2 separate regions of the Mus musculus genome follow, and region 2 is linked to region 1. The links are chromatin contacts, called in public Hi-C maps. All regions are on one chromosome and are shown on one strand. Each heading gives the region's core, a stretch centred on a gene start, on an enhancer-like site or on the middle of the called end of the contact. The rest is flanking DNA. Distances are from core to core; before and after follow the strand shown. Region 1 holds the start of Snx14 (sorting nexin 14). Region 2 overlaps Tbc1d2b (TBC1 domain family, member 2B).

The links. A called contact is a pair of places that touch in the nucleus more often than the background predicts.
Region 2: a contact with region 1 is called in a Hi-C map of regulatory T cells, with 6 times the contacts expected there. The contact joins the enhancer-like site here to the promoter of Snx14 in region 1. A contact is called at or near these places in 2 of 39 promoter capture datasets (erythroid cells and pre-B cells) and 1 of 484 Hi-C or Micro-C datasets (regulatory T cells).

What each region holds. Positions count from the first base shown.
Region 1 is chr9:88,437,554-88,440,253 of GRCm38.p6, reverse strand. Snx14 (sorting nexin 14) reads left to right here and starts at 1,325. Exons shown (of 29, transcript NM_001359958.2): 1 at 1,325-1,586. The coding sequence starts at 1,447.
Region 2 is chr9:90,258,412-90,261,111 of GRCm38.p6, reverse strand. The region is part of intron 1 of Tbc1d2b (TBC1 domain family, member 2B); the gene reads left to right. Among named protein-coding and RNA genes, the nearest start is that of Tbc1d2b, 11 kb to the left of the region's middle. Within about 2 kb of position 1,406, at least 106 of the 459 cell types and tissues checked have an H3K27ac peak or open chromatin away from gene starts, as enhancers often do. A contact at or near this core is called in regulatory T cells, where this site is marked.

The sequences.
Region 1 (2,700 bases), core at 76-2,575:
TTTCTATTTCATTATTAGCCCCAGTCTATTTCAGTAAGGGAAGGCTATTTTGCAAATCTCGGTATCAAACCCTACACGTTTGGTAAACATTATTACTGGGTTACAGCCCTTTGGTCCTGTGATTTGTTTGAGAGTGTGTATTTGCTGTGTCCAGACTACTGATCCCTGTTGGGATTTACCGTGCTCTTTGTGGAGTTAACAGTGTAAAATTACAAAAGTGAATGTTAAGTGTGTACCTTGAAACTTCACATGAGTATATAAAGAATATATATATATAAAGAATTTGGTGACAGATGCACACTTCATGAGTGGAAATGTTACTGTCATCTAAAGATACTGCTAGTGTGTATTTAATGTTCTTTGGTACACGTTGTATTAAAGTTGGTTCTGAAGAAATTAGGAATACATGTAAATTTAAGGACAAAGACCTGAATTTCTAACAGCTGTAATGGGAAGAAAGGATGGTACATCCTGTAAAGGAAATGAGCCACTAAGGATCACCCACCTTTTCAGAATATTGAAAATATTAATGAAGCTGCACATACACTTGAGAAAACAAGGAGTTCTGTTTCCCTGTCTAGGGGAGAGAGGTGGCTTGATGGAAACTGCCAGTGTCAGAATAGCATGAAATTCTGTTTTCGCTAAGAAGCGATCCCGAGCAGGATCTTGCTTGTCTCAGCGATGTGATTATGCTGTAGTTGAAACTAGAATAGCTTACGCTCTAAGGGTAATGTTTGTAGGGTAAATTCAAACGCTTTACATGCCTGAGTTTTAGCTCCTACAAAATGCTGAATGAAATTCTAAAAGGGACTATCCAGATTCCAAGCCTGCTGTCGTCACACGCTGGGTTATGGTTAAGATCGCGGGGTGAGGTGACTCCCTCGTTGTTGGTTACGTGGCTAACATGACTTTCTTTCGGAGGTGGATTGCGGGTGGGTGGCGGGCGGGTAGGTTGTCATACGCCCCAGCTTGATCCCCTTTTAAAAAGCGGACTTGAAGGCGTCCTTTCCTCCTCTCCCTTAGGTGTGGCAACGAGAATCCGAGAGGTTGAGGCGGCAGGGTCCGCTGTATGGACTACATTTCCCAGAGGGCTCCAGGAGCCGCACGCGGCTGCTGTGCAATTAGCTTTCCCACACTCTTCTGCCAGTCTGCATTCTAGGTTTCCCTGGACTTCCGGATAAGGAAAGTGGGTGGCCGCGCCAGAACGTCAGTCCGAGCGCTCCCCAGTCCTCCCGCGGGATGGTGGCGGCGGCCTTGGGGCGGCCTTGCGTGTGGTTGGGGCGTTGGTTGCGCACGCGCGGCGAGGGTTGCGGGGCGGGGCCTTGTGCGGCTGAGTCTAGCTGTGAAGCTGGGTGGTGGGTGGCAATGTGGCTCCGCCGCCGGGGTTTGGGGGTGCCCTCCGCCTCTGCCTCTGAGGGCGGCACGTCCTCCCCTGCGTGGACTGAGATGGGGTCTTGGGTGCGGACGATCTGCGGGAGGCTGAAGCAGCGGCTGCGGCTGGACGTGGGGCGCGAGATTTGCCGTCAGTATCCGCTGTTCTGCTTTCTGCTGCTCTGCCTCAGCGTCGCCTCGCTGCTCCTCAACAGGTACCTGCTGTTGGCCCCGCGGCGGCCGCTCGAGAGCCCGCAGGCTGCTGGGCGGCGGGCAGGAGCGCACTCTGCACCGCGGTCTCGGGAAGGGCGGCCCAGGTTGCTCCCGGATATGCGGACGGGTGCGGGCCCGGGACCACGCAGCCTTCGTGGTTACCTGGCTCTCAACCTCTCCTTTTTGACCATTTCTCAATGACGAGCCTTTATCGTCTGTTTTACAATTACAATCTGTAATGCCACCTCAGTTCAGTAAAGGTGATCGGAGGGAGGTGGCTTCAAGGTTCTGTCGCAGCCTCTCCTCTTGGGGAAGCCTTCTCTCGCAACAGTACGCCCTCACACCGGCACACACCTTTGCAACCACAATTTCGTCTCTTTAAAATACTGGTTTTTGACCCAAAGTCAGAAAGCAGTGTAGTACCCATCGCAACTCTACAATATTCTGGTTTTTCTTTTTTTTCAAGATCTGTAGTTAAATTGACATTTTGAGGTCAGAAGTCTCCGCCCCTGAAGCTTGTTGTGTTTTATATTTCCAGAAGTAGTATGGGTGCAGTGATAGTAGAAAAGATGTGTACTTAAAAACATCGTCACATTCTTTTCTCTGTTTTGAACAAGCAGTCGCCTTTTATTTTGAAGTAATTCATTTGCAAGAATAACAGTGAGAAACATACACAAGAGATTTGACTTAGTAGTTTCACTAAGGCTATTTCCTGTGATTCTGACAACAGTTTTGTTGTTTTCCTTCATTTCTCGCTCTCTCTCTCTCTCTCTCTCTCTCTCTCTCGTTTCTGCCATCTTGGTGGCTTTGTAGAATTGGGGCTTAAGCGATAGATTAACAGATAGTAATTACTATGAATTACTGTCTTACAGAAAAAGTGCCCGGCTTGTGATGATGAGGTGCTTGATTGTAGGGCTGTGGGAGAAGTGAGTTCCTTTAACAGCAGACATTACTAGTTACTTAATACAGTTCTGTCCTCTGAAAGGTGTTTCAAGCTGGACTAGCAAAGCCGAGCAAAATGTAAACTATAGGATGTGAGTTTTGTCCTCAACTTTCTTCGATGGAAACTGACTAAAGTATAATTCTTCTCTAAGGTGCATCAGCCATGTGTTGGGG
Region 2 (2,700 bases), core at 157-2,656, 1.8 Mb before region 1:
TAGTGAGGTTTTATCCCGTGTTTGGCTCAACTTTTGCAAAGATTGTATGGAGAAGAGGAATTGGGGGGCTTCAGGAGGAGGACCTTCTGGCCTCCTCTGCTTTCACTACTGGGCCTTTCTTGCAGCAGAGTGCCTCAAGGCAGCCCAAGCGCTCCTGCCTGGAGGATGGCCGGCCAGTGTTATCAGGATGTTGATCTTGGATTAAAGGAATTACTTCTAGGCAGCCAGCCCAGTTTGGGAAGACTGTGTAGGGAAGGTGGCCTGACTTTCTAAATGTGATTGCCGCCAGCTACTTACCCAGCAGGCCTTATAGGGCCAGGTCCTGACGGGTCTCCAGCTGGAGTCAACTATCACCTCTGGCCTCAGGGAGCGCTTATCTTGTGTGTACACTGGAATGTGATCAGGGCACTGTCGTTAAATGGCTCTGTGGTCTGGAGGAGGTCATTCTGTGTTGGTGCTCTGCCCATTGCTCCAAAGTCAGAACTAGAGAGTCCCCCGAGATAAGCCTGCCCTTCCCCTGCATATAACACATTGAGGAAAACGATTCCCCGCTGTGACTTCATCTTAGAGCTAAACTCTCCTGCAGACACATGGCCCACACTGTTGGAGGATACCTGCTCCACAGTAAATCCATTACTAGGAAATCAGGCTTATGTTCTAACAGTCTTATACATACTCTCAATTGTTCATTTAACACTTTGTTTTGGACATAAATTGAGGAAGCTTAATTGCACGAAGTTTGGAAATGGACGGTAGAGATTATAAACTTCCAGTGGGAGCTGACCAAACAGAAGCAGGGATGGGTCTGTGCCTCATCCTCTCCCACGCCTTTGTGATAAAGTGTTTACCAAAGGAAGTAGGCTTTTGGCTAGAGCAAATCCTCTAACCGTAAGAAGGGAACTTAACAGTTTACCAAACTCTCACATGTGCCATTCCAGAGGTAACAGGCTAGCAAGACTTTTCCTGTCCTTTGAAGAAATGTGGCTTCCTCGGAACAGTGGTCCTGAAAGTGGCTATGTAGAGCAAGTCTCCGATGCTGTGGAAGGACAATGGTGGGCTTCCTGCCCTCCTGGAGACTCAGCCATGCTCAGTAGGCCAGTGTAGGCTTCAACGGTCTGCATTTCCAGTGGATATCCCTGCCCTTCTGCTGTAGATCTCTGGCCTCTCCTCTCTGCTTTGTGGGTCACGAGTGACTGTTCTTTAGGGTACTGTTTGATGATGGCCATGATGTCATAGGGCACCTTGGGAGAGCCGTTACTCCTTCCATTACATGAGTTCCGGGGATGGACTTCGGTCGCCTTCTCTCTGGCCTTTGATGGTAAAGCAAACTATCAGAACCACATGGGTGGAAACAGTGAAGTGTGAGCCCTTTCTTCTCAGGTTAGCAGTCTGTGGTTTACAGCTGCAGTCGGCTTTGCATTCTGGGTTTCTGTGCTCTGGGAGGAGGCAGTGTTGGAGCAGGGCTGGCCAGCAGGCCCCTGGCTCAGGCCACAGGAGTTCCTACTTGACTTTGCAGTGTCAGAGCCACCATAATGGAGCTCTCTTGGAAGCTTCCCGTGCTCCCTTCCTCTGGAACTGAACGCATTTGACAGGCTTTGCCGTTTCCTGAGAGGAAGAGCAGGCCCAGGGAGTGGCCTTGCCCGTGCAGGCATCCTGAAGAACCTTGCCTGCGTGGATAGCCCGAGATGAGATGTAGTTCAGCCAGCACCTCACAGGCTGGCCGTGAGTGCTGCACCTATGCCTTCATACTTTCAGCCTGTCTTCTGATTTGCTAGTGGACTTTCTTCTAAGTCCATCACCAGCAATTGCCCTTCCCCCAACAGCAGGGTCCCACTGCGGGCCAGGCTGGCCTGGAACTCGCCACGCAGCCCATGTTAACCTCAGCCTCTCAGCAGTGGAATGTTGGGATTACAGGTGTGAGTCCCTGTACTTGGCTGCCATCTATAATGGTATCAAGTTAAAGGTCCTTTAAGAAACTGCTTTTCTCTTGAAGATTTTTTTTTTAATATGGAACACCTCACAGGTTGACTTACCATTTCTTCATGGGGCCACACCAATCTTCTCTGCTGGTCTAGTGTTAGCCTATGTGCCGCCCAAGCTAGCACAAGCATTTGCTTTGTAAAGCATACTGCTCGGATGCTGAGGGCAGCAGCACCGTCCAGCTGGGCACCCATCAGTAAGTAAGAAGCACAGAAAGTGTCCAGCCCTCACAAAGGAGCTGGCTTAGAGTTCAAGTGGTTATTTTCATAAGATATGTGAAAATGCTAATTTCTATGAGCAATTTAAAGACTTAACCAATGAGAATTTATTGTTTTCCCTAGTAGTGTGGAGTAGGTGAAATCGCATCTTGTCCTCTGAGGAGCAGAAGGCCCATTATTAGCTGCCTCAGCCTCTCACTTGGGCTCAAAAAACCTTCCAGAGGAAGCATGTATTTTTCCATTAGTATGGACCACAATCCCTCGAGATTGTTTCTAGGCTCATACATGATTGTGAAACACTCAAAAGAAAACATTGGAAGCTGAAGTCTGTTAGACGTGGGATGTTGTCTGCCATCCATCTTAACTTTGTTTTGTATTATCAGACTTATCAGCTTTTATTGCTTATGGGGAAAGTTCCTTGGAAATGAGTATAATCTTTCTTAAGTTGAAGACGTGAGGCCCTTCCCATTAACCGCCATTACAGCCTTTGGGAACGTGGGTA